Regions from separate parts of the Mus musculus genome. Here all the other regions are linked to region 1. Evidence: chromatin contacts called from public HiChIP or PLAC-seq, Micro-C and promoter capture Hi-C data. All regions are on one chromosome and are shown on one strand. The core of a region is the stretch at or near the end of the contact, and the rest is flanking DNA. Distances in the headings are between cores, read along the strand shown.

Evidence for each region. Promoter capture Hi-C pulls out the DNA fragments that hold promoters and counts their contacts. A called contact is a pair of places that touch in the nucleus more often than the background predicts. HiChIP or PLAC-seq counts read pairs in DNA pulled down with a chosen protein or histone mark. Capture Hi-C pulls out chosen DNA fragments and counts their contacts.
Region 2: a contact with region 1 is called in a promoter capture Hi-C map of second pharyngeal arch cranial neural crest. The contact joins the enhancer-like site here to the promoter of Mycn in region 1. A contact is called at or near these places in 9 of 39 promoter capture datasets (the C10 cell line, the HPC-7 cell line, cranial neural crest and 6 more), 11 of 484 Hi-C or Micro-C datasets (the Ba/F3 cell line, LSK cells, Th1 cells and 8 more), 16 of 115 datasets of contacts at active chromatin or transcription factors (the 230-238 cell line, CD8 T cells, DN3 thymocytes and 12 more) and 3 of 9 other capture datasets (adipose tissue, liver and pancreatic islet).
Region 3: a FOXA1 HiChIP or PLAC-seq map of pancreatic cancer cells shows a contact between it and region 1. The contact joins the enhancer-like site here to the promoter of Mycn in region 1. A contact is called at or near these places in 8 of 39 promoter capture datasets (the C10 cell line, the HPC-7 cell line, HPC-7-derived erythroid cells and 5 more), 1 of 15 datasets of contacts at CTCF or cohesin (pro-B cells), 18 of 484 Hi-C or Micro-C datasets (the Ba/F3 cell line, the HPC-7 cell line, LSK cells and 15 more), 21 of 115 datasets of contacts at active chromatin or transcription factors (the 230-238 cell line, CD8 T cells, DN3 thymocytes and 18 more) and 2 of 9 other capture datasets (adipose tissue and embryonic stem cells).
Region 4: an H3K4me3 HiChIP or PLAC-seq map of embryonic forebrain shows a contact between it and region 1, with 5 times the contacts expected there. The contact joins the enhancer-like site here to the promoter of Mycn in region 1. A contact is called at or near these places in 6 of 39 promoter capture datasets (the HPC-7 cell line, cranial neural crest, hippocampal neurons and 3 more), 2 of 15 datasets of contacts at CTCF or cohesin (large pre-B cells and pro-B cells), 5 of 484 Hi-C or Micro-C datasets (the N1E-115 cell line, cardiomyocytes, cerebral cortex and 2 more), 14 of 115 datasets of contacts at active chromatin or transcription factors (the 230-238 cell line, craniofacial prominence, embryonic basal ganglia and 10 more) and 3 of 9 other capture datasets (adipose tissue, embryonic stem cells and pancreatic islet).
Region 5: a contact with region 1 is called in an H3K4me3 HiChIP or PLAC-seq map of the 230-238 cell line, with 43 read pairs. The contact joins the enhancer-like site here to the promoter of Mycn in region 1. A contact is called at or near these places in 8 of 39 promoter capture datasets (the C10 cell line, the HPC-7 cell line, HPC-7-derived erythroid cells and 6 more), 2 of 15 datasets of contacts at CTCF or cohesin (large pre-B cells and pro-B cells), 10 of 484 Hi-C or Micro-C datasets (the 63-12 cell line, the HPC-7 cell line, LSK cells and 6 more) and 22 of 115 datasets of contacts at active chromatin or transcription factors (the 230-238 cell line, CD8 T cells, SST interneurons and 16 more).
Region 6: a contact with region 1 is called in a Micro-C map of embryonic stem cells, with 8 times the contacts expected there. The contact joins the enhancer-like site here to the promoter of Mycn in region 1. A contact is called at or near these places in 11 of 39 promoter capture datasets (the HPC-7 cell line, cranial neural crest, embryonic stem cells and 6 more), 2 of 15 datasets of contacts at CTCF or cohesin (pro-B cells and stem cell-derived epiblast-like cells), 20 of 484 Hi-C or Micro-C datasets (the 63-12 cell line, the Ba/F3 cell line, LSK cells and 9 more), 30 of 115 datasets of contacts at active chromatin or transcription factors (the 230-238 cell line, astrocytes, cardiomyocytes and 16 more) and 2 of 9 other capture datasets (adipose tissue and pancreatic islet).
Region 7: a promoter capture Hi-C map of adipose tissue shows a contact between it and region 1. The contact joins the promoter of Nbas here to the promoter of Mycn in region 1. A contact is called at or near these places in 2 of 39 promoter capture datasets (liver and pre-B cells), 2 of 115 datasets of contacts at active chromatin or transcription factors (embryonic stem cells and pancreatic cancer cells) and 1 of 9 other capture datasets (adipose tissue).

Annotation. Positions count from the first base shown.
Region 1 is chr12:12,939,987-12,943,744 of GRCm38.p6, forward strand. It overlaps Mycn (v-myc avian myelocytomatosis viral related oncogene, neuroblastoma derived), which reads right to left and starts at 1,850. Exons shown (of 3, transcript NM_008709.3): 1 at 1,650-1,850; 2 at 1-500. The coding sequence starts at 407. RefSeq lists an enhancer at 2,621-2,649.
Region 2 is chr12:12,483,473-12,487,230 of GRCm38.p6, forward strand. All of the region lies in intron 1 of Gm34489 (a long non-coding RNA gene), which reads left to right. Among named protein-coding and RNA genes, the nearest start is that of Gm34489, 64 kb to the left of the region's middle. Within about 2 kb of position 2,034, at least 12 of the 459 cell types and tissues checked have an H3K27ac peak or open chromatin away from gene starts, as enhancers often do. A contact at or near this core is called in craniofacial prominence, embryonic limb bud and second pharyngeal arch cranial neural crest, where this site is marked.
Region 3 is chr12:12,507,790-12,511,547 of GRCm38.p6, forward strand. All of the region lies in intron 2 of Gm34489 (a long non-coding RNA gene), which reads left to right. Among named protein-coding and RNA genes, the nearest start is that of Gm34489, 89 kb to the left of the region's middle. Within about 2 kb of position 1,717, at least 39 of the 459 cell types and tissues checked have an H3K27ac peak or open chromatin away from gene starts, as enhancers often do. A contact at or near this core is called in embryonic limb bud, extraembryonic endoderm stem cells, kidney and 2 more, where this site is marked.
Region 4 is chr12:12,525,629-12,529,386 of GRCm38.p6, forward strand. No RefSeq gene overlaps it. Among named protein-coding and RNA genes, the nearest start is that of Gm34489, 110 kb to the left of the region's middle. Within about 2 kb of position 1,898, at least 22 of the 459 cell types and tissues checked have an H3K27ac peak or open chromatin away from gene starts, as enhancers often do. A contact at or near this core is called in embryonic basal ganglia and embryonic forebrain, where this site is marked.
Region 5 is chr12:12,559,461-12,563,218 of GRCm38.p6, forward strand. No RefSeq gene overlaps it. Among named protein-coding and RNA genes, the nearest start is that of Gm34637, 110 kb to the right of the region's middle. Within about 2 kb of position 2,156, at least 23 of the 459 cell types and tissues checked have an H3K27ac peak or open chromatin away from gene starts, as enhancers often do. A contact at or near this core is called in the 230-238 cell line, the 63-12 cell line, CD8 T cells and 3 more, where this site is marked.
Region 6 is chr12:12,579,220-12,582,977 of GRCm38.p6, forward strand. No RefSeq gene overlaps it. Among named protein-coding and RNA genes, the nearest start is that of Gm34637, 89 kb to the right of the region's middle. Within about 2 kb of position 2,187, at least 118 of the 459 cell types and tissues checked have an H3K27ac peak or open chromatin away from gene starts, as enhancers often do. A contact at or near this core is called in the 230-238 cell line, the 63-12 cell line, the HPC-7 cell line and 14 more, where this site is marked.
Region 7 is chr12:13,267,459-13,271,216 of GRCm38.p6, forward strand. Nbas (neuroblastoma amplified sequence) reads left to right here and starts at 1,669. Exons shown (of 52, transcript NM_027706.1): 1 at 1,669-1,806; 2 at 3,706-3,758. The coding sequence starts at 1,693.

The DNA of each region.
Region 1 (3,758 bases), core at 600-3,099:
TGTAGTTTTTCGTTCACTGCGCGCTCTAGCTTCTCGCGGGCAGAGAAGCCGCTCCACATGCAGTCCTGAAGGATGACCGGATTAGGAGTGAGGCCACCCAGGCCCCCGAGACCGAACGCATCCTCCTCGGCCGGGTTGCCCCACAGGTCGGCCTCCGGCAGCAGCATCTCCGTAGCCCAATTCGAAGGCTCCGGGCTGTGCTCTGGGAAGGCGCGGCTGGGCGACAACGGGGGCGTGGGCAGCAGCTCAAACTTCTTCCAGATGTCCTCCCCCGGTGGGGTCGAGTCGGGACCGCCGAAGTAGAAGTCATCTTCGTCCGGGTAGAAGCAGGGCTGCAGTGAGTCAAACTCGAGGTCTGGGTTCTTGCAGATCATCCCCGGCATGGTGGACGCGGTGCAGCTGGGCATGGGTTCGCCTCTCTTTTAATATCTCCGCTCTTTTTAATATGGGGGAGTGCTTCCTTCCCGTGGAGAGCAGCAGAGTCGCGCCAACCTCCAACTCTACAACCAATAGGCAAACCAAGAGAGAATGAGCCAAAGGGGTGGGTTGGTGGGGACAGGCAGTGGGAGCCCCCAATCTCTTCTGCAAGCTCCCCACAGCTCTGGAAGGTGGGAGAAAGTTGAGCGTCTCCCCTACTCCCTCCTTTTGTGTACAAGCTGTCTAAGACTGGGAGTGGGAGGGGGCTTGCAGATGCAGGGGGTGGTGTGGCTCTCTGCAACTTTGGAAACTGCCGTTTCATTCACACAAGGCACTGCCTGGGGGAGGGGGGCTGTTCAAGCTGCAGATCTCAGCTCTTACTAGCGCGACTACCCCACTTGCACTAGTTGCTTAAAGGAAGTCCTTGCTCTCTAGCCCAGCTACCAGGCATGGGATTGAAGTACCTTTCATTCCCCTTTTGCAGAAATGCGATCACGGGAGCGCAAACGCTAACGGGGTTCAGGAAACTTTATTAATTATTAAGGGCCTTTCTCCAGTCAGACCAACAACAGGCAATTACATACAACCCTCTCCACCTAGACCTAGAGCCTCAATCTTGGCAGATACCCTTGGTACTCATCGCTGCCTATACCTATACCCTTTCCATTCCCCTTCCTTCAGAGACCTCAACCTCTTCAACAGGCGGGGGGAAAGGCTGAACCCCATCCCTAGGAATGGTGCAGGGTCGCCGGCGAGAATCGCGTCTCCTAAGCCGGAGCAGCCGTGACCTACATTATCACTCAGGCACCTAGCTTCGCCTAACCCCTTTTCCTTCTTTCCCCGCGGCACCTTTTGGAGAACCCCAGCTTGGGGTGGGGACGCACCGGTTCCCAGTCACCTCACACTCAGACAAATCTTGTGGAGCCGGGCGAATTTCTTTTCGCTAAAGCTATTTCTCTGCCTGGGCCAGGGCTGTAAAAGGGATTAGGGCGGGTCTCTTCCAGCCAGGGTGCCTTCGGGTGCTGAATAGGCTTTTCAGGAAAAAAAAAAAAACAAAAAACCCAGATGGTTTTGTTTCGGAAGCAGACGCGGTGTGTTGCCCCCTTACCCCCTCCCCCAGAAAAGCCCGGCATATTTGGGTGCAGGGTGCGGAGCCGCGTCCAGGGGCTTGCCTAGCCGCAGCGCTCCGCCGTTCCCCGGGCGCTCGAAGCTTCGCAAGTACCGCTTCTTACCTCCCGCAGACTGCCGGGGATCCGGAGGCGACTCGGGGCTGGGGTCTCCGGGTGGGCTGAGGGAGCGGCGGCGGGAGGGGGTTGTCCTCCGGCGGCTGCAGTGTGTGCGCGCTTACGCCTGGCTAGCGCTCGTTCGGCTCCAACCCAGTTCCCAGGAGCCCCCCGCATCCACCCAGCGCGTCCAGACAGATGACTGTCACTGGCTGCGCTTTGAAGCTCGGGGGATATTATTAACTGAAAAAATCTGACACACCCGGGGGGCGGGGAGAGAAGGGGGCTGTGGCGCAGACGAGGGGGAGGGAGAAAGGCAGAGGCAAGAGGCTTTTCCCCGCCCTCTTGATTTCCATAAAAATCAGGGGAGGCGCCAAAGCCTTTCGCGCCAAAAGCCATTTGCTTTTCTCTTTTTTTCCGACTCTCTCTCTCTCTCTCTCTCTCTCTCCCTTCCCTCCTCCCCTCTTCTCCTCTCCCCCTCCTCCCCTCCTCTCCTCTCCCCCTCCGTCCCTCCCTCTCTCCCCCTCCCCCCTCTCGTTTTTCAGACTGCAAGCAGCAAAGCTGGGAAACCCGAGGAGTGCTTCCCCCTCCCTTTTGGACCCCCTGGCTTGCACCCGCTGCACTCCGTGTTTTTTTTTTTTTAAAGGTCGCTGGGTGTGTTCTGGGAATGGGAAAAGAGGTTTCTAGCCCAGTCCCTGCGTGGACTGCGCGCGAGTGTATGTTTGTGTGAAAGATGAGCTCCAGGCTAAAGTGGAACAAGGCCTGGTCGAGGGGCTGTTCGTGTGTGATCTCGAAGGAAGGCGACACAGGAGTGCAAAATGGGAGGCCGAGGACGCGCCCACGTAGAAACAGACCGCAGGAGGTTTCTAGTTTCAAATTGAAAGGAAGGGGCGCCCCCCTTGTTTGAAAATAAATAAGTGCGGGCTACGAGGGTGGCGCCTTACCGCTTTCTTCGGCCGAAGGCGACACCTCGCGGAGACCAAGCAGAAAGCGGAGCCGCACCGCCCAGCCTCGGAGCCCGAGTGGGGCCACCCCCGCGAGACAATTAGCGAATCCTTGCTACCGCGGAAGGGATTGTGAAACGCGTGGAGGGACGTCCCCTGAAGTCGCGCCCACCGTTCCCAACAAAAGCCTTTCCGAAGCCAGGGTTGAATTACGGACCGCTGCTTTCCTTGCCCAAATCACTGACTGCTCTGTATACCTCGAGTTCCTACGGATGGTGACATCAAGGAAAGCCATCATTAATTTGGCCTCTTTGTGTCCCATTTGCCTCACTTACGAGCTGGCGTGAACAGAGAGAGCGCGACATCTTATTTAGACTAGAGCAGGGTGCGTGTATTCTTTCCTCACAGCCGTGGGCACATTTCCCTCCCTCCCCATCCCACAGCGTCTCACTTCTGTCTAGGCAAGCATGCTAAAAGGTTTGTTTCCTAAATGTGGGGCTAAAAATAAATGCTCTTGCCCCACAAAACTTTCCAGGAGTAACCTGGGTCCCTGGGTGAAGCCCTTTTTCAACACACATTCTCAGTAGGGTGGGATTTATCCTTAAACCCTTAAGCTTGTTTGTGGGGAAGCGTCTCCATTTCCCTCTAAATTGAAAATGACACCCCTCATTCACCTCCAGCGAGGAAGAAGAGAATGCCTAGAGAGTCAAGGTCAAAATGTGTATTAGCATGTGTGAAAGTCTTCCCATCTGTCCCCGAATGCCTACATAATTCTGGGGACTGCGGCAGGTTCTAGGAAGTAGCCGTGAATGAGGGTGAGCCACCCTTCCAAGGCCTTTCTTATTGGGCTCACATATGTAAAACCCATTACCTTTGCAAAAGCCTTTAACACCCTCATTTTCACACCCCTGGCCTCTTCCAAACCGAGACCTCCCGCTGAATTCTCCCTCAAGATGCTGGCTCTCTGAAAACTTTGCCTCAGATTGTAATTATACATACACAGCAGGGGCTGTATGGTAAGTGTTCCTGGATGCCGCTGGAGGTAGGCTCCATTGAAAGGAACCCTTTTAGACAGCCAGATCTGGCAGGTTAGTTTTGTTTATTAGTGGCACAGTGGGGGAGAGATAGGTGTGGCTCCCAGAACCTTTTCTTTTTGTTGTTGCTTTGGGGGGGG
Region 2 (3,758 bases), core at 784-3,283, 460 kb before region 1:
CATTACAACCTGAGGAGCTATATTAAATGGCGGTAGCATTCAGAAGGTTGAGGAAAAATTGGATTATATTTGAGGTGCCTTAACAGTGGGCCAAATAAAGCTATCTGAAACAAAGTAACTTTTTTTTTCTTTTTTCTTTTTAATTAGGTATTTTCTTCATTTACATTTCCAATGCTATCCCAAAAGTCCCCCATACCCTCCCCCCCCCCACTCTCCTCCCCACCCACTCCCACTTCTTGGCCCTGGCATTCCCCTGTACTGAGGCATATAAAGTTTGCAAGACCAATGGGCCTCTCCAATGATGGCTGACTAGGCCATCTTCTGATACATAAGCAGCTAGAGACACGAGCTCCGGGGTACTGGTTAGTTCATATTGTTGTTCCACCTATAGGGTTGCAGATCCCTTTAGCTCCTTGGGTACTTTCTCTAGCTCTTCCACTGGGGGCCCTGTGATCCATCCAATAGCTGACTGTGAGCATCCACTTCTGTGTTTGTCAAGCCCCGGGATAGCCTCACAAGAGACAGCTATATCAGGGTCCTTCTGATGTGATAGATGATAGAGATGATCCCACAACCAGGAGTCTCTGTTCCGTGGAGCTGTGCAGGAATCTGATCTATGTCTGCTTTCACTGGTGTGGTGACTTCATCTTCATGATCAATTGACTCCCTAGCATGGTGTTTGTATTCTTTCCTATGGGAGTCAATAAAGAAGAGATGAAGAGCAAGTGTTAAGATGTAGACATTGTATACATCAACCTTCACTCCTGTATCTTTGACAGAACTCCGTCGTATACCCTTATTCTGCCAGAGATGCAGAGAAACAGCCCCAACTGGATCAGCTTGTGCCCAAGCAGAACTAAGGCTTCTGTCATAAAAACAGAGAAGGGCTTCTGAGAAACCTTTAGTTGACCTAGCACACTTTCCTACCCTTCTCCAGACTTGTACAAGATGCGCTGTTCTGACAGGAACATTGACCTATTTCAAATAAATCTGTGTACTGAGTTTATATGTGCTGGGTGAAGGCCCATTGTTCTCCCTTGCCTAGATATGGATATACCATAAGAATTGCTACATATTCTCCCTGCCAACAATAAAAAAAATAGATGTTAGTATTTACAACATATTTAAGAAGTAAAAGTTTTTAAATATCATGGCCATAAAACCACAAAGTTATAGGAACTAGGTTTTCTCTAACATTCTAACTCTAATTTCCTCTCACTACAGATTGACCATCTTATAGTCTATCCTGACCAATACTCTCGTAGACCTTTTTTTTCTGTTATCTGAAAACGAAACTATATTTTTCTGATACTTAATAATGATCTTTGACTTCAGAGAAGTTAAATTTATGTATTGTCCAGTTTCTTGTCCTTGGATAACCTGATACTGAGTATAATGCAATGTTTCATGACTAACCAATATCTGAAACACTGTGGTCAGTTTAGTAAATACTAGACTTCTGTGCCAGGAACCACACAAGGAAAACCAAGTGTGTGTGTGTGTGTGTGTGTGTGTGTGTGTGTGTGTGTGTGTGTGTGTGTGTGTGAGATCAATTGAGAAAACATTTTGTTTGGTTCCAAATATCAAATTATTTGTTAGGTCACAAAACTCTACAAATAAAGTCTGGATCGTGTTCTGAGAATTCCTATTTGATTTCATAACAGCGAGCACATACCTGCTCTTTGACGGACAGCAAGCATCCTAATCTATTAAACAGGTCTGCCGATCGCTCCCTCCATGGGGCCAGGATGCAATTTGCTAGCAAATTGGAATCAGAATTGGGTTTTTAAAGAAAGCCTTCCCACAGTTGTAAACATCCTTAATTTTTACAGCAACACATTGACTTCAAACCGGACTCCTAATTATTGCAATATTTTTTTAAAAGCCTGTATTGTAGATTCTGCAAAGTTCAGACATCTGCTTCAAATCCAGAAGTTTCTTTCCTTTTTCAAAAAAGGTTGCCCTCCTCCAATTAGCCTCGGCAGAGCAGCGGGAGCAAGTGGAGTTCTGTGGATGGGGTTTCATGTTTACTGGGTACATTCCAGCCTCACCCGCCTTTTCCCACATGGGACCATAATAACCACTTTGCCTGTTGGGCCCAAGACCAAATGGCCTTTGAAGTACAAAGGGATACATTCTGAGTCTTTTTAAAATATACTCTTGCAAATCTTCTGGTTTATCATAAATAAAGGCAGTTTACCTAAGACAATGCATTCCTTTACATTTCCGTTTTAAGTATGAGTACCGGAAATAAATTTCAAATACTGGTGGGAGAAAGCTCATGTCGGTGTTGCCATGGAGGCTGATCTCTGCACATCAGAAGCATGAAAATCTGAAGGCTGCTTAGTTGGAGCTGGTGGTTAAAACAGCAACTGTTATTATCCCAAACCAAGAGGAGGGTGGTAATGATGATGACCACGGACCCTTAAATGTGTCTTTCATCCTCAATAATTTCAAAGCTCCCAGTAAGTGGCCTCACATGAAGTGCCAGCGTGGCTAAGTGAATGAGTCCAACTGAAGTCTACCCCCTGCACTAAAGAAATCATAGGTTGGGATTGCAGAAAATTTGTATGTTACTTAGATGTCAACTTTATTACTTAATGTGAATGACTTTAGGTGAGGTTGGTACTTTCTGGGTTCAGCACGTATCTGTCTCAGGACTCATTTTCTCCATCTGAGAAGCTGGGATATTGGGGTTTTGAAGGTCAATACCTCTCATCACTCCATCTCTCACTTCAGAACCAATTGTTTACAGGTGAGCAGAGAATATGTCACAGGTACAATGCCTTTGAAGTTCAAGATACACTTTGTCAAGATAGACATGTCTACCAGGTGGTTTCTACCTGTGGGCCTAGAGCCCAGAGGAAAATCTAGGCTACAACTGAGTGTGTTGTTAAAAATCATCAGTTTAAGGCTGGTTAAATTACAAAGACATAAAATACTCCTTAGAGTTCTGGATGTAGGAAAGGTCAATGCCAAGGTATCAGCATCTAACATGCACTTCCTTGCTCTGTCACAGCAAAATGTAAAAGTGAAAGAAAACATGCGTGTAGGAGAGAAGCAAGAGGAGCCTGCATGCTTCCATAAGATGGTAATTAGTTTTCATTTTTTTAAAAAATTCAGTTTAAATTCTATCATTGAAATTTGGAATAGAGAGGAGATATACAAGTTTTCCTAAAGACTGAGAAAAATGGGTAGAGATGCAGATCAGAGTATAAGAAGTAGAGGCTATAACCAGAGTCAAAGAAGGGGTTCTATCAGATACATGCTTTGGCTGGGAGACAGTATTTGAAAGCAACCTTGCTACCTCCACACAGTCTACCAGTGCTTTCTCAAGACCCATTGACAAGATCTCTTCTGTCTCATGTGTCTGGCTTGCTACCTCCCTGTTGACTTCAGCTCCTGCCCTGTTGAGAACTTGTGACCTCAGCACTGATATGTCAAAATGCTATATAAACATGACTCCTACTCCATTGCCTAAAATCTCCCCAATTTAGCAGTAGTATTCAGTTCTCTGGCTTAGTTTGATGTTATTAGGAACACTCGCAATAATTGGTCCTTACTGTCCTGAGGAAGAGCCCAAATCCATAGCTAGTCTGTCTTATCCTCTATTCCAAACCTGCTCCCACTATGTACTGCAGCATTTCCTATCAGTCTGTCACCTGCTGGCTGTATAATTGTCACCAATTTCCAAGACTTAGTTCCCTCTTGTGTAAAATTGAGATAACAGGACCTGTGATCATTAGCTACAAGGGAAA
Region 3 (3,758 bases), core at 467-2,966, 430 kb before region 1:
TGTGTATAGATTCACAAGGTGCTTGCTTTGTACACAACAGGGTATTTCTAAGTCTACTTTCCCAAGAATCTAAGGGTCTATGGCTGGGGTCTTTGGATGTGACTAGACTTCATGGTAGAAGGGGTCATCTGCTGACCTCTTGGCATGCAGGAGGACTGAGGAACTCAGAGTAGGAATGGAAGGACCGGAATCCATTGGAGCAAAAGAATTATGGTAAAGAGACTTAATGTTCAAGTTCCGGCTGCATCGCCCTCCAACCTGCAGGGTTAGTGGCCCTGACACCTGCTAATAAGTGGTGATTCTGCACGTAAGAAAACAGATGCCAATGGGACAAAAACAATCTGAGAACCTGTGAGGGTAAAGCCAGGCAAGAGAAGAAAGAAAGTCTGATTTAATGTAAATATATTAAGAATATACATACTTTCTTAGTCAGTCTGCTGGATTTTGTTTTTTAATTTGGTATTCACCTCCCTTTTGATGCTTACCAGGCCCTTCGAGCTGCTGTTGACATTAGCTGATGTGTGGTCTTTAGCTGTGACATATGTAATTAACAAACAGGATAAATATACGCCTCACCATTCTGATATAAGTGGTGTAATTAGATATTTCTCTTTACATTCTTTAGAGAGAGATTCACAATCAGCAGAAGGATGACTGAAACAACGACCCAATGCATTTCCACAATTTAACAGAGACTCGTTCTCTAAGCAGCACTCATGCGAAGCCAAAGGGATTGTTTGCTATGAAGGCTTAGTGCCCCCTCCAAGAAGATGTATTCAGTTGAATTGAATTCAATTGACAACTCAAAGAAATCATTCATATTCAATTCAAAGTGCGGTTTTCAGTCGTCAAAAGTTGGAAGCCTGTCTTTTATTCAGAGTTTCCACATCGTGTAGGGGGAAGGGGTGTTTGTCTTTTGTTATTTCTTCTTCCTCCCTGTGCAATTAGACAGAAGCAATAGAGTCTCACCAAGACAGTCTCTCTGACTTTTTAGATTATAAGAATAATGTTAAAACAGATAGCTATTTGGGACAGAGGAGGGAATGAAGGAAAATCAACTCTTCGCCTTTGCAGTGGGGCTGCACACATACAGAGCAAGCACCATCCTTCGCCTTTGCAGTGGGGCTGCACACATACAGAGCAAGCACCATCTACACTAGAACCAGTTACCATCCAGCTTAATCCCCTCAACCTCAGTCTCCTTCACTTCTGCTCCAAACCCTCAGCTCATCCCATTGATGTTTCTAGTGTTCTCTGGATACGTCTGGATTTTCAGGCCAACTTAGCGAACAGGGAGTGTTTCCACTATTTTCAACTTGAAGGTATTTCTCTCTGGCCTGGTGGATAACTTGGTAACTTTGCTTCTTAAGGGTTAGGTGAGCCAGGGACACCCAAGACATGTCTGTAAAAGGCTCACTCGCAGAACAAGGAGCCTCATAATACTGCTTTTGCAAAGTGCAATAAATGCCCAAGTCTTGTGAGCAATAGTGGGCCCTTGCACAGGACAATTAAACATTAACAGGCCCTGGGGCCTTGGGAGCAGGGCCCAGCAACCCTTTGAAGCCCTGTTTGCCAATTAAACACCGTCTGACATTTGTGTCAAGGTGGCAGGGATCCAAAGCAGAGATAGGAACGTCAACCACTTCAGGGGCTTTCATTAGCTCCCCAGACATTCCTGGCCTGGCCTGTTTCTTTACTATTGCCAAATCCACACCCTGCTCGGGAACTCGGGGCTCTGAGAAAGTTTACTGAGATAAGCTTATAATGGAAATAGCACTTTGTCACCCTTTACCACTCGCTCCTTGTTCAATTATCTTTTATCTGTTTAGAGTATTTGCCAGCTCTCCCAACGCCCCCTAGGATGAAACTATTGGACCAAAAGCCCTCACTGGGGTTGTAAAGAGGTGTGGTGGGGGGGGGGGGTGGAGGGGGGTGGGAGGTGCCACTTTGTGTTTGCCAGTCTGATCCAGGAGCCCTGGACTCTCCCCATATTTTTTTAAACTCTATGAACATACTAGTAAAAACCTCTTGCATTTCCTAGTGTGGGGAAAACATTCTTTTGGAGGCAGAACAGCGGGCACTCGAGCTTCTCACAAGTAGTAAAATGGAACTGGATATCTGGGTGATGAGAATTTCACAAGTTACTAGGCAAGGTAGTGAGCACTAGTGTGTCCCACCCTCTACTCGAGGTGTCCTCTGTAAATGGGTGTCTAGCCTTGAAGTGTCATGAATGAAATTAGTTGAGATAGGTCTTGGTCAGATCTCTCACCACCATACCTTGTGATGGGCTAACTGAGTTACCATTGACATGAAGTGCCATACCATTTCTTTGATGCCTGAAGACAGTGAGGTATGTGATCATCTCAGCCCTGATGCCAGGATATAGGCTCCATTTCTGTTGCTGAGATAGATGCAAATGTGCATGGAAACTCCCCATCACGAAGCAGCAGTAACCTCTGCCTTCAAGGGAGAAGAATGCACTGACCCACTGCCAACTGGCCAAAGCAGGTGACAATGTATGACACATGTCATCATAGGTACTGCAGATGCTATCTACCCACACCTTACTTTGGCGGAAGATACCTGCCATGTTTTGAGGAAACTCAAGAGCCTTGTGGAGAATCCACTTGAGGAAGAAACAAAGCTACCTGCCCAAAGCCCACACATACCAGAGCCCCTCTGCCAAAAACCACCTGATAGAACTTGAAGACACAGTGCCACAGCCAAGCCAGAGATGGCATGTCCCTATTGACTGCTAACTCAGTTCAATCACAACACATGACTGCTCAGCCTATCTACTCGGTGAGTTCCTGACCTGTTGAAAAGGTGATTTAGTCAACATTTATGGTTTGAACCACAGTTTGGGGTTATCTGATATGGGGGTAGTAGATAGATAACTAATGCACCTCAACTAACTGCTAAGGAACTACTAAAGATCTTAGAGTAGAGAGACAAAAAAGCTTGGTCACTTACAAGCTGTGTGACCTTGAAAGATGCACCTGCTGTCTGTTGTATGGATGGACTTACCCATCCTTCAAGGCTCTTCTTATGTTGGAGTTCCATGTCTCTGCCATACTTGGCAGCATCAATGATCATTTCTGAACTTATGGCTTGGTTCCATCATCTAAATTGCATTGATTGACACCTCTAACACCCATCAAACTGGAAGCTTAAGAGAAGAGTACACATTGTTTATTTACATAGACCAGAAGAGCACCAATCCTATACAGGATGGGTTTGATGAAGCTTACAAAGTGCTATTGAACCTTTACCTAATCAATGAATACTCTTGGCTTTTGTTATGGAAAGATACATAAGTAGTTTTTGGCCTAATGACTCATTGTAAGTCATCAATGCCTCTGACTCTGAAGAATAGCTAGCATCAAAAACAAACACAATGACCTACACAACCATTGCATCATTGTAAGTGGCAAAGCCACTCTCTTTCTTTCTCTCTTTCTCTCTTTCTTTCTTTCTTTCTTTCTTTCTTTCTTTCTTTCTTTCTTTCTTTCTTTCTTTCTTTCTTTCTTTCTTCCTTTCTTTGCAGAGCTTCAAGTGGTTACTTACACACATGCTCTGGAAATTGTAAACTATGGTGTTGCCTGAAAAAGACACCTCATGCAAAGCCCCATCAGAGTTAATAAGAGTCAATCTGATATCAAAGGAGAGCAGAATTCATTACACCTAACCATGCTACCTAAAAGTGAGGACCTGGTTCAAAAAGACAAAATACTCAGGTCTTGGTCCCTTAAGAGACT
Region 4 (3,758 bases), core at 648-3,147, 410 kb before region 1:
GGCATGTTTTCTTAGTTCCAACAACAGCTAGATCCATTCTGAGTCCCAAGTTAGTCAATCTACCTGTGAGCCTCAGATTGGTCAACTGTCATTCTTGTCTTTGATAAGAGTTCTTTCAGCCCAGAGTCTATATTATGGCCAATGATACATCACCGGCATCTGTATTAGGCACAAGATCTTCACTCAATGTTAAAAGCAGCTAGTGGCAAAAACCCATGTATTACTTTTTAGGAACCACCCCCAAATGGGTGTCACTGACCACAATCTCCCGACTCCTTGGAGACTTTAAACTTCATGAGGAGGCCATGATGTGTGGTAACATCCTCTGAACTGAAATATTTGCTTTCAGAAGCCATAAGGGTCTTCGTAGTAAACAAGCATCCAAGTCCTATGGAGCTAAAACAAAATACACCAGCTCCCCCCATGTAGTTACAGAAGCACAATGTTCTGGCGAGAAGAGACTTCCTGACCCATTGAAGTGTGTGCACACTGCACAGAGAAGTGGACTTCACCTGGATACAACAGTCATCCATGCTCCTAAGCCAGCCACATAAATTCGTTTGATCACCACTTTGATAAATTCCTTACTTTGTTCTCTCCTCAGTTCCCTGTCTTGGGCAAATAGTCATCTGTGTCACTTGTCCCTAGGCAAAGGCCATCGATACCCCTGGGCTCCTTCATGTGGGAACCTAACCCAATAGCTCACCACGCTGTCTTCACAACCATCCAACAACCAGTCTCCATGGTTCTCTGAGAGCAGGGACAGTTTCTATGCAGCGGTGGTTCATGTGTTTTCCAACCTTGCCTCGCCTACGTGGTGATTAGAAAGCAGCGGTGTGATAGGTAAGGGCAGAGCAGGCTGGAGATTTTCAATCTCTAAACTGGTAAAGCCCAGAAAGCTCAAGCATTTCCCCCATCCCTTTCCTCCCAAGCTCTAAACGTCCTAGATGCAGTAGTCCCACACTGTGCCCACACAATGGAGTCAGGATCACCCCTGCTGCCACCTCAGTAAGAAACAACCCTTATTGTGTCCAGCCATTCTAATTTCAGGGCTTCACTTTGTGGGTGGCTGTCAACTAATCACCTCACTGGAGCCACCCTCCAACTTACGTGCAGCGAGGAACATTTATGGAAAACACCCACTTCCACATATATAAGTGAGTCTTTATGGAAAATACAGTTTTGCCTCTTGGGGGAGCAAAAGCTAACATGAGAGTATGGGCATAGCATGCATAAATCAAAGTTTTGAACCCCTAAGCTCTCCATCATACTAACAAATGTCACAAATGTAACTGGGTTCTTGACCTCATAGACAATTTAACCCCACGGTGGTTGCATCCTCTTGAGTGAGTATCTTTTATAGTGCTAGATAGCAGTGGCCAAAATACAAATAAGCTTTTTCGATCATCAATTACTCTGCGTGGAAATAATTATACTATTTAATCACCTCATTTGAATCCTTCCCGCTTCCTTTTTCCCTGATGAGCATTTTGATTATGTCTCTTAGGGGTGTCCTTCCCAGCATCTTTGCTATAAGAAAGTGCTAAGCCTTGGATCTGCGATCCTTCTAAGGGTCACAAAAAGATTTTGTGTTGGTACTTCCTAAAACTATAGTCTTTAGAGACCCTTAGGAGAAATAGCAATTATTGAGACCATATATTCCAACACCATCAAGAAGCAGAGAAAACATTAGTTTATCAACCATCCTCTGTCAGGCATGTTCTTGAGGGCTGTTCTCTCAGGCCCCACAGCAATCCTACAAATTGTGCCTGCATTGGAAAAGGGAGGACACTGAGTCTCACAGAGACTTAAAAATGGAGACCTGTCACCCTCCAAGCCATGCTTTTTCCATGACATCATGGGCCCTCCATTCACATGCCTCTGCCACCAGCCAGATGCCTTCGAGACATTTGGCGGCTGGCCAGTCTAAGCCCAGGAGCAGGGTGTGGACCCAGGCTAACCTGATCAGCACCTGCCCAGAATGAAGTCCTGTGCTGAGGTCTATCAGGGCATCTGTTGCTTAACCTGGTACCTGGTGATAGGATGACTCAAGGCCCCCTTTCAGTTCACACGTGCCCACATTATTAATATGATAGCTACCATGAGTCTTCTTATTTAATGAAATATTTGGGGCCACTCAATCATTTGTTAGGGTTCAATGAGAAATCGATGCCTGTTTATTCAAAGCCCTGTCAGGAGCTTGGAAAACATCATGCTACTTTGAAAAATGAGGGTTTTTTTTTTAAGATTAAAAAGAAGGGGGCCCCAATGATTTGAGAAGTTCTCTGGTTGCCAGTTGGCGTTGGTCCTTCCTAAGGGAGCCAATCCAGTGCCACCATGGTAATAAAAGCTCCCTCCCCCCTTTCTGGCTGCTTTCAAGAGTGATTAGCAAAAGGGGATTCATAGGCCTTGGTTTTGTGTTGTTTTGTTTTGGGGAGGGGGTAGTTCTTTTTTTTTTTTTTCTTGCACTTGGAGAATAAGTTAATTATGATTGGCTAAAATTTGTGTGGTTTTTGCTTTTATCCTTGAACCACAATTAGAGCTCCCAACAGCCTCCTGGCCCTCAGGAATTCCAGCTGGCATAATAATTGATAACCGTGGTTATGAATAGATTGGAAACAAGACTGTGAAAGAATGCCCAGCCACTTCAGAGGGTCATTTATAGCGCACTGAAGGGAAAGGAGAATTTCAGGCCTGGAAAGCTTAGAAACAGAACGAGTTTTTATCAGTTTCCCTGACACTGGCAGATCAAAGCCTGAGTTGTGCTCTCTAAGGGTTACAGATAATGGGGTGGCTGCTAATTCATTCGGCTGCTGGAGCCGAGGCCTATTCAGCAGGGTAAACCAGGGAGTTTTCATAGCCCTGCTTTGTAGTCTTTATCATAGCACCAATGCAAGAATCACCTTTATATTTTAATGAGACATTTGAAAAGTATTTGATTCCCTCTGGCTAGGGGCTCTTTCTCAGCTGAGACAGTAAGAAAGGGTCGCCCAATGGAGCCTCATTTTCTGAAAGCAATACTATCTGCATTCCTACCCCTCCCCTGTCACTTTAATAATTTCAATGTGAGCAAAAGTGAGAAAGGAATTGAACGAGCTTAGCATAAAAATCTAAACTACTTTCCCTTGCCTCCCCCTCACAACCCCCCTCATGCCTGCCCAGAGAATGAGGCTGACAAGATGTAGGTTCAAATCCCTTCTTGAGCGTGCTGTATGTATGATGCTTCAGGGACAGCTTTATGACCTCCTATAAGCCTTCCCCTCCCTGACCTATGGAATCAAGATAAAAACTGTGTGCTGAAGGAGATTTAAAGCCATTCCACAGGGTTTGAGGCACTCTGCTTGTCTAATGATGAGGAATTTAGAAGCATTTTATGGTAAAATAAATGAGATAGTGTTCCCCACTAAAGCCCCATGAAGCTCCCTTAACTGTGTTAAGTAGATAGATTTTTTTAAATACTGTAAGCATTTTAAACATTCTTATGAGCTAAATAATGCCACCATCAGGTCCATATATTGATGTCCTAACCCTCAGAACGTCAACATATGGATGTATTTGGACTAAGGGTCTCTAAAGAAGCAACTAAGCTAAACTAAGTTCATATGAGTAAACTTTTACCTAATCATAGACTCTTAAAAACTGTCTGGGGCGTGTGCACACACACAGGCAGAAGATGCTCATCTCTAGGCCAAGAAGGGATGACTGCCCCTAAACCAGTTACAACCTCCACAACAGTGAGAAAATGGACTTCCTTCTGC
Region 5 (3,758 bases), core at 906-3,405, 380 kb before region 1:
GCTTCTAGCATCCTGTTCTCAAGGTCACCCAACAGTCGCTTTGTATCATATTTCTTTCCAGTCCAAAGGTATAAGAGCCATCACATGACACTGGCTAACAATGCAGTAAATTCTTCAGTGAAATCCAGAAATTCACCCAAGGTTTAGGTTGTATGACTACTTTTTCATTCTGTATTTCAATTTCCGTGTAGATAAAATAATAATAATGATGATGATGATGATGATAATAATAATAATAATAGTGGTGGTGGTGGTGGTGGTGGTGGTGGTGGTGGTAGTAGTAGTAGTAGTAGTAGTAGTAGTAGTACCTACCTCATAATGTTATTGAGTGCACCCAATAAAACAGCAGTATTAAGGGCTTTATAGATAGTAAGCTATTATTAGTTGATCACTAACACTGTCTAGTACCAGGCAAATCATTTCTCATTGATTCTCATTTTAAACCCTTCTTGTTTTTAAGTGTCTAGGAAACCTTCTCGAGCTGTGTAAACTGAATTGTAATTCATCACATTAGACAAAATTATCCAAAGGCAGGCTCTTAAGTAGGTTTTACATTTCAGTCTTAGTCCTTTGAGTTCAAAGTTGTTGGTTGTAGGCAAATGGAAAATTGCCACCCTGACCCCTCTGACCCTGGTGTGATATAGGCAGATGTAAATTTACCAGTGACCATATCTCACAATAAAGAAAACTCATGTTATTTACATTAGCTGACTCCTAAATTTGCTCAGATAATGATAGAAAGAGCTGAGATTTGACCTCAAAAAGTAGAAGAGAAGATCAGAAAGAAGAGAAGACTGAAAAGGAGCAAAGAGAAGTGGGAAGGAAAAAGGGGAGGAAAAAAAAAGAGATGAGGAGGACGGGTGAACAGAAGAAAGAGAAGAGGGAGAAAAAAAGGAGATTATGGGTCTGAATGGCAGAGATAAAGTTCTGCAGAATAAATCTGAATGCTCACCTCAGGAACAAGGTCCAGGTGAAGTTGTCTGTTCTCCATGGACACTAGCTTCCATTCTCACCAAGGTTTCCCTGTCACCAAGATCTGACGTTTGAAATCCAGATATACTCCTTCTAAGAACAAATGCCTCCCAGATGTCAGCTCTTAAAAGTCTGTTCCTTTGGAATGCATCTGCCCACTCTGAAGGATAAACATGACGAGATTTAAGGGGACTTTGTTATGTCTGGGAAAAGTCAGAGTTCCTGAAGCTCCTGGGGCACAAGATGAGCCCCGAGCTTACAGGACAAGAAAATGATCAAGAACTGTGCTATGTGTTCACTACCCTGAAAATCACACTATTTGCATATGGGATGCAGCTTTGCTTTAGGAATTTAAAAATGAAGAAAAGTTGAAGAGCTCTTGTCATATGCAATGAGATGATTTTTTTTTCAACAAAAACAAAGCTTTGCCAGAAAATGACAAGGGTGAAGAGAAAGGAGAGTCAATAGAAAACACAAAATAAAACAAACAGATCAGTAGTCACAGGAAATTTAAAAGGGCCAGAAAGTACTCTATACATTAATAAGATACCCAACCCATTATTTTTTTCAAATAAATCCAGTTACATAACGATTACAAAAAAAAAAAGAACTACCTTAAATGTGACAAATAATGATATTTATACTGACAACCATATAGCTATAGTAAGCAAGTGGGTATCAAATGGAAGAACTAAGTTTCTCAACATTGGAAAGAGAAACTGTAAATAAAAATAGAGGACCATACTGCACCCTGTGGTTCAGGGTAGAATGGACCTATCAGAGTATAGAGGGGTGTGTGTGTGTGTGTGTGTGTGTGTGTGTGTGTGTGAGAGAGAGAGAGAGAGAGAGAGAGAGAGAGAGAGAGAGAGAGAGAGAAAGAGAGAGAGAGAGAGAAACAATAGCATAGAAGAGCCAAAATGATATCAAATATGAGAGTTCTAACAATTTTAAACAAATCAGAACAAAAAATTCACAGGACATTAATGATTCAAAAATAAAAATGTGGGAAGCTTTTCAAAGTGTAATACAAAAGACAAAGTTTACTAGGACATGGGAGATCACTCTCAGTTCATTATCAATTCTAGCTAAAGTGGGGCTGGAGAGATGGCTCAGCAGTTAAGAGGACTGGCTCCTGGGTCCAGTTTCCATCACCCACATGGTGGCTCCTAAGTCTCTATAACTCCAGTCCTAGGGAATCCAAAGCCCTCTTGTGGCCTCCGTGGGCAGCAGGCATGCACAGGATGTGGATACATAATATAGAAGCAGAACACTCATACACATAAAATAGAAAGAACTAAATCTTTTGTAAACGATACAACTTGAGTGACTTGGACATGTTTTGTTTTAAATTTGGATCAGAGATTAACAAATAGATGAGAAGGATGAAGCAGGAGTGGGAAGTGAATTGTGATCCTTGTATTGGAACTCAGTGGCTAAAGGAGAGTCATTTAATAAACACTGCTAGGCCTTTAATTAGCTATACAAAATATAGAAATAAAAAGAACAGATTTTTTATGTCGCATCCTATATTGAAAAAAAAAGCTCCATGTAAATTAAAGGCATTATGGTAAAAAAAAAAAAAAAGACATTGAACAAAAGACAAACCAGGAGACCAGGATATTATTATAACACCAGGGTCATTTGTACATCTAATAACTCAGAGAACTGATAGGGTATGGAACATGAATTTCACAAAGGCAGTGTTTTTCCAACAAAAGCTAGACAAAGCTTGTTTCCTTAAAAGTATAAGTTAGTATGTTGTTAGAATCACGATAAGATCATGATAAAATGAACATCTGAGTTTCCAAGTTATTAGATTTATGAAACTGGAGGCTGGCATGTTTTCCCATCCTGTAAAAAATAGGTTTAGTTTCATACCATTATAACTGCATGGTTTATTAAACTATGTTAGATTATTAATTGTGTAGTGGTTAAGTAAAGCTGGCACAGTTTCTGCCTTCACAGAACAAAGTCTTAATCTTTGGAGTAATGACCTCCCTTTTAATGGGCAGGATGTGGGCATCAACCACACACCAGGACTTACACCCTACAGGTCCTGTGCTTCCTTCCTCTGGGCCAACTATTAAAAAAAGTGATCACACATCCCTTTACCCACAGCAGCACAGCAGTCAAAGCGTAATCATTAATAATTTCTTAGGGTTTTTTTTTATCTACTGCTGTGATAAAATAGTTTGACAAAAAAAAAAAAAAAAAAGCAACTTTGGCAAGAAAGGATTTATTTCAGCTCAGAACTCCAGGTAACAGTCCACCATTATGGAAGTCATAGTGTTATAAAGGCAGGAGATCAAGACTGTCAACCACATTACATTCATGGCTTCCCAAAGAATGATGTTACTTACAGATCTTTCCACTTCCACTAACATTATCAAGATAGTCCTTGACAGACACAGGCCCACAGGACACCTGATTTAGACAGTCTTTCCTTGAGATTTTCCTCCCAGAGGATGCCACATTGGATCAAATTTACCATTAACGCTAAGAGACACAAGTAGTGTCCCCTTTTGACTCTGAGAAGAGTCCCAGCCATTTTAGCCACCATTGGTCCCTTCAGCAACATGTCTGTCTGCTTTACTGACCTAGTCATCAACAAGACTTGACCAAAAACTCATAGTTCCATGACGAACTTACTTGTTAAAATGGTACCTGTCACCAATGGGGTGTGTGTGTGTGTGTGTGTGTGTGTGTGTGTGTGTGAAAATGTGTATGTTGCTTCATGTACACATGTATGCACATGGAAGTGGTGGCCAGTGATCATCACTAAGCAT
Region 6 (3,758 bases), core at 937-3,436, 360 kb before region 1:
TTTCTGTTGTTATTCACATACTTGGCAACCTGGGGGCTATCATATTTAATAATGATAATTAAACTATTCCATGTGTGCTGGTGCCCGAGTAATATCATGAAGCGTTCACTCTGGAACAGATCTTCAGGCTAATCTATTCTAATTGCCTCATTTTAGAAATGCTCAGAGGACTTAGGGGACGGAGAAGCACAAGCACATGTGGAGGGTACGGGCAGCAGCTTCTCTGGCTCCCTGGCCAGCGTTTCCTCCAACCGGAATGTTACAGCTACTCCTCACACAGGAGCTTTACTGTGTGGGATTCTGCCTGCAGACACCATGGGATGGCCAGAGGTGACTGTCCAGCAGATAAAAGGGTTTACTGGGCAGGCCTGGCGCTTGCTTACTGCTGCCCAGGCCACCATTGCCTGCTTGAACTCTTCCCTTAGGCTGTCAGATCTCAGAGACAAATGTTGCCAAATTCAACTCAGTTCTCAAACTCTGTGTCCTCTACCACATAGCCAAGTTGGGAGCTTTGCTGGTGAAGGCTGATCTTCCCTTTCCATCAATTCTAGTTCACCACCGTGCTTGTGCCTGGAAAATTATTGGTCAGGCACACCCTCTATCCCCATGGAGAAGTCCAGTCATGAACGCAAGGAAGAAACAGTGTCTAAAATGTAAAGAACTACACAAGGTCAGAATGTGTCAGGTAGGAATGATCTACCACCATAATCAAATGAGCAAAGGCCCAGGATGGGCACCGCAGCCCCCTTTGACCATTTTTTAATCCTCATACGAAAAATAACAGATATTATGGTTTGGCTAGGCACGACACTGCATGCCTATAAACCCAGAACTTGAGAGGTTTCTGCAAGTTCAAGGCCAGCCTGAACTATGTGAGCTCCTGTCTTGAAAATAAATAAATAAATAAATAAATAAATAAATAAGTCAAGCAAAGCCAGAACACAGCTGGTACTAGCTCCTGCCAATCACCATTTTACAGAAGGTAGTGATATAAAACCACTGGGTGTGAGGTCTCCCATTCTAGCCTCAAGCAGGGATCAATGAGTATGGTTTGAGTAAAGGAGTAAGTGAAAGAGTTTGCTCAAAATAATCATCAATTCATTTGCATTTGTAAATCAAAGGAAGGAACCTTAGGGCCAGAAATGAGCTAAACAAAGTTGAGTTGCTTCAGATTTTGGCTTCGCAGAGTCCAACTGCAGAAAATCAAATCAAGAAGGGGCTTTTCTCTGGCTGTTTAATAGCTAATTGGTGCTACTCCACACAATGGCCCCTGTAGAGACCTCAAGGAGCCTTATGAGGTAGACTGGTCTCTAGTCTCTGCATCAACCCTGAGAAAGTTAGACACTATCTCTCACGTGAGTCCAAAGGACTCGTGAGCCCAGTGTTCTGGATTGGCGGGGGGGGGGGGGGGAGGGGGTAGGGGGGCGCTTGCCCCTGGGTTTGCATTCCATCCCTGGCAGAAACACTGGGGAACTTGATGCTGGAGAGCCCAGGAAAGTTCTGCTATTCTAATGCCTCAAGGTGTCAGACGCTTAGAAAGGAGATTTCTGCTTTCCTCTCCCACCCACCGTCTCATCACGCCCTGGGGTTTGCCCGGAAGGATGGGGGCACTTCCCCTTTCTAGCCCTTGTTGTGGGTGGAGGGGGACTATACTTCCTGCCACGCCCCCAACATACATACCGGAGTGACCTGTTGATCACAGGTTCTGTGTGAGACTTCTGTCTCTATTGCCTTCTCTGCGGTGTCAAACCAAGAGTGCAAGCCTGCCTTCTCTCCCAGTGGGGAGTCACTCTATGAGGACAAGAAGCAGTGCGTCTATTTTGCACCCTCGGGCTGGGCCCTCTGCCCCCTGGGGTGACTTAATCCAGTCTATTGTTCAGGACTCTAGGGATTATATGTAAATTCTCTCAAATTGCAGCTGCTCACACCACCACCCCCTTTGACTGAAGAGAAGCAAAGGGATGGACGCAGAGACTGTCCCTTTTCTGGGGTCAGAAGTATTAACTTATGGACCTGACTCCGCCACCAGCTCCCTGAAAACAAACAAACAAACAAACAAACAACAACAAAAACCTGAGCAAGTCACTTTCCCTTTCAGGGGTGCTCGCTGTGAAATGAAGAGGCGAGACTAAAGGGTTACACTGGGGGATGCTGGGGTGGGGGGAGAGCCACATTCCTGGGGAGTGACACAATCCCAAACAGGGAGATCAAAGGGGCTCCACGAGAGAGGCCCCAACCAGGAGCTTGCAGGCCTGTGTCTGGGGTGGGTAATTAGCTCCTGCCGCCACCTTCCTCTCCTGTGGGTGAGCTGTGGGCTTCGAGACAAGCCGCCCCCCCCCGCCCCCTCCAGCACCCCAGGGAAGGGAAAGGAGGAAGGTAGGGAGAGAACCCACCAGGAACAGTGACATGTGTGGTGAACTTTATGTTAGACAGATGCAAAATTTAAACATTTTAACAGAAAGCAGTCCACTCCGCGCTTGCTCCGCACCAGTGTGAGAACGCACTGTGTGGATACCTCTTAAAGTATTTGATGAGAGACTAAAAGGCTGACAGGCTAACACTTCACTTCCTTCCAATTAGGGGCCTTTAACATCAAAGGCCCAGGCCCCACTCTGCCCGGCTTACTTGAATGAATTAGGGAAGAGAATGGGTCCAGGGATTGCTGGTTCTCTCCCTCGCGGAGGCTGGAACTCTGGGGGCTTTAATAAGATGTTTGAGGTCAAAAGGGGTCAGGCCTTTGACTGGGAGCACCGGGAAACTGCCAGAGTGTTTCAATATGCGTGGTGTTTGTCATGCAATCAGGCCCGCCAAAAGCTCCCCATGTGGGGCCTGTCTTTGGGGGACCCTTTTGGAGATGGAGCCGCCAGGGGTCCCACCTTAGTGAGTATGCGTTAAGCCAGGACTGCCTGTCAATCAAAGCCCTGGAGCCCAGGTGATACAAGCAAGCATAGGCTGGGCCTTGCTGGTGCTTCCCCCGGTTTGCTAGGGAGGTGTTGAGACTTCGAGGAGAGAAGGGACCCTTGTCCAGTTAGCCGGTTCAGTCACCAGAGAAAGAATGCGACTTCATGAGCCTCAGAATCAGAAGCCAAAACAAGCTTCTTTTGATGTCATCTAAGTTCATGACTGCAGGAGGCTGGAACCATCAAAAGAGCTGAAAAAGCAACCTCTCTATGGTGAGCAGCCACCGTAGGAAAAGGTGGCCTTGTGAGATAGCAGGTGCATTCCTGTGTGACACAGCTACCAAACTGTCCCATTCTATTCAACTTTACAAAAAAAAAAACCTGGCTTCTCAGAGAAGCCAGACAGATCGTGGTGCAAACCAGCCCACCATATTCTCTGCTCCTATAGTCGGCTCTGGGAAGCAGGTGGCTGTGCAACTGTGTTTCTTCTTCAGCGTGGGGTGGGGGGTTCCACTGATGGAGGATGCCAGTGCTCACACAGGGCTTGACAGAGAACTTGCCACATAGTCGGTACTTAGTGGAAAGCTCTGTCTATTGCTTGTTATGACCCATGTTTTACTTCCATTTAAGAGTCCCCACCGACCTTTCTTCATAGAGGGACCTCGAGCCTCTGGTACAAAATATAAAGGTGACTCTGCTATGAAGGTAATGTGATCCAATTCCAAAATGTCCAGGAGGTGTCTACTAAAATAGAGAAGCTCACAGTATGGATAGAAATAATCACAACACAGAGAAGTCAGAAATGGACAGTGGGCGAGTGTGGTTTGTTATGATCACTAGAGATGAGAAGACCACAGA
Region 7 (3,758 bases), core at 419-2,918, 330 kb after region 1:
AAACAAACAAAAAGAGTTGCCTTGGTCATGGTGTCTGTTCACAGCAGTAAACCCCTAAGACAGTGGTTCTCTGGAAGGACAGTCAGTGCTCTTAACTGCTGAGCCATCTCTCTACCCTCTTGGAAGTATGAATTTTGCCCCCTGCTCTAAACACTGGGGACACGGTGCGTCTGTGAAATGAATCTATTATACCTGACGACGTTGCATTCTTCTGGGCTAGAGTTTACATTTTTGGAGGATGAGGACAGACTGTACACAAGTAAAATAAATTATACATCACATAGCATATCCAATGATAACAAATGTTGTGTTAAACACACAAGCAGACAAACAAACAGACAACCTGAGCAGGCACGGGGAGGGCTGGGAAGCTGGAGTGGGAAGAAAGTGAGTGTGAACTTAGACAGGAACAAGAGTTCGGAGGGAAGGTGGCATTTAAACTACAACCGGAAGGAGATGAGAGAGCAATAGCAGAGCCACATCAGGTACAACCTCTGTGTACAAAGAACATCCGTGTCAGATCTCCTGATGTTTATGTGTGTCTGTTGTCTTAGAAACAGCAAAGTTGAATGGTGTGTGTGTGTGTGTGTGTGTGGCAAAAGTTTAGCTGTGAGAGTACAAGGTGCAGATGAACTTGGAGAGACATGGGAACAATTAGACACGCTCCAGTTGTGCATTTTATTATACCATTGCCTAATGCACTAAGTTGGTTATTCTACAGGATAATTTCTGAAAGGTATCTTGTGAATTTTCACTTCTTTTCAACTCAACAACAATGTGGTCGTCTTGGTCGTAATTGGCTCTGCTTACACTAAAGGGCCTTGCAAAGACAGGCATATGCTGAATGAATGAATGAATGAATGAATGAATGAATAAACGAGCAAGCAAATGAGGTAAGTTTCCCCTCTAGGGAATCCTCAAGCTGCCCTATCTTTATCGTCCTCCACACCCTTTCTCAGCTTGGCCTCTCTATTCACCCTGTCTGTTATAGCAACGTAATCTTCCTATGTCTTGTGCACCTCCTAACTGATATATTCTCTCCTGACTTCCAGTGAACCCAATTTCTACCTATAGTTGAAGGCCCAGGGCTGGGCCTGATGGCACATCTCTGTACTCTGAGCACTGGGGAGGCTCAGGCAGGAGGACTGGGTCTGAGGCAGGAGGACTGGGTCTGAGGCTAGTCCATGTTGTATGGTGATTTTTAGGACATCCTCTCTTACACAGCTGACAAGCTCTCCTTGTTACAGGGTGTCTTCATCAGCCTCACTGTTTTTTTCTAGGTGCCTAAAGCACCCTTCCTGTGAACTGAATAACCCCTTGGTACATTTAAAGTCCACTCTCCGAACACGTTCTGTGTTTGCAGAAGAATCTGTACATGAACACCAGCACTCTGGGAGGTTCTTGCAGCTTCGTAGACGCTGACTGGGTAAGAAAAGTTCAGTGACTTGACTCATTTCAGGCACAAATGAACAAAAAGTGGACCAGGGTCCAAGACATATCTCATACAAGACAAGGCCATTCTTAGACCCACAGATCTGTCAAGTTTAGCATTCCCTTTCTGTCATTTTTAGCATTCCCTTTCCGCACTTAATTCATTTCACTCTGCCAATCACCAGCGGCCGCGTCCAGGAAAGTATGACCCGCGCGAGTCGCCGTAGTGCCCCTCCCTCCACCACTCTGTTCCCGGCCAACATGGCGGCCCCCGAGTCAGCGCCGGCTTTGAGTCCCGGCTCTGCGGACGAGGAGGAGACGATTCTCTATGACTTGCTGGTCAATACCGAATGGCCACCTGAGACAGAAGTGCAGGTGAGCCGGGCTCTCTTTTTAAGGCTGTAGGCATGGCGCGGGCGCGGGCGCGGGGCGTGTAAAGCCACGTCGCGGTGCCACGCAGTGCAAGTGGAGCGGGGATAGCAGCTGTGTTGTCTCCTGGCAACGGCGGGGCTGCCGGGTCCAGGGCTCGCTGAAGGGTGTCTGTAGTCAGCCTTGGCTCCGAATTCGGCTGTGTATCCCCACTCAGGCTGTCACCCTCTCGGCAGGTCAGTGTCACTCTTCTTCCCTAGGTCCTTGTCATATCCGGACTTGCCTTGTAATCTTGTTACCTGTGGCGGGAGAATTTCGCAGGACTCTATCGTCCTTTAAAAGTCTCAGTAATACGCATTTACTAGTGTGTGTGTGTGTCTGTCTGTCTCTGTCTCTCTCTGTCTCTGTCTCTCTCTGTCTCTGTCTCTCTCAGTGTGTGTGTGTGATACACACACACACACACACACACACACACACACACACTCGGACCCCAGATATGGTGCAGGCTGCTGGGCATTCAGAGACAGTGTTTTCATGGAACTTGCAGTGTGGAGGAGAGATAGCCAATCCAGTGAACGTTTCTCATTACCAAGCCCGAAGTGCTGGCTGAGTAGAATGCCAAGGGAGTGGAGAGAAAGAAGCAGCGGTTCTCCAATTCTGCTGGAGACAAAGTTGTGGTGTTTGCCAACTTATGGACCCTGGAGTTACTAGTTTCCTAGGGAAAGCCTTCGGGTCATAGGGTGAAAGCAGGAGCCCAAGGCCCATTTACTTGACATACATGGTATCAAGTGCCTGGCATGCCCGTGTGTTAGGCCCTGGGGAAGCAGCATGGCTAGGAAGACTCTTAAATCTGGCCCAGTGAGCTCCTTTACCTTGTCTTCTGAGTATTTATTCTGCTTGTCTTCAATTAGGTCTTGTAATGGCAAAAAGCTGCATATATTGTTATTCGTTTCGGTTTCTAGTGAGTGACGTGGACATTTTGTAGATGATGAAATTGAGAGGCTGCTGCCGCCTTTAAGTTGGATAAAGATATCTAGCATTTCAGAAATGTCTGTAATACTGTCTCAATGCTTAGCACTATACGTTGATTAAAAAAACAACACGGAGTCAACTTATATTGAAATCTCGTTGTCCTCTGCCTTTTCTTATCTGCCTTCTTTATTGATTTCTACATCTGTTTCCTACAGCTGTTGCCCTATAAGCTCTGCCTGGGATCAACTTTATATCCCTCCACTGTGCCAAATTGTTCCCTGATGATTCCTTCATGTTTGTTAAGCGAGCGTCCTAGGGAGTAACGTATCTGTTCTTACTGATTACTTATTCATTTTATTCTTGGTAGAACTTGAAAGCACTCTACTCACTGTATTTGTTATTCTTTATTCTACAGACAGTGCCATTCAGTTTACGTTTGTGGACTCAAATTAATTACTGTAGTAGTTACATATCTGTGTTTTGTTAATAACATTGTCTCCATGGATACACAATAGGTAATCACTTTTCCTCTTAGTGAAATCTGTTTTAGGTCTCTGTGCCTGCCCTATAGACTGCATTGACTGGGCAATTAGTATTGTCTTTGTTCAAACCCAGGCCCCTGAACGTCATAGGCAAGTTCTCTACCACACAGCTCAGCTCTGCCCCTGTGGTTCCTTCTCTTTTCATTGGTGTTTTGATGTGGAAACTGTTTCTAACCTCACCTTGGGGTTCTTCCTGACAGGGATCTATGAACATAATTCTCACTCTTATTGCTACTACACACAGTTCATATTGCAACCTGTAAGAAGTTTTAAAATACTGATGCTGGTATTCAGTGCTCTGGATATAAGTAGAGAAGCATAAATTTAAATGTTTCAAGTATTATAAAATTCTCAACTGTAAGTTTTTATCTATTTATTTATTTTATTTTAGCTCAGAGGCAACCGAAAGCACGGTGCATCATTCATCATCACAAAAGCAATCAG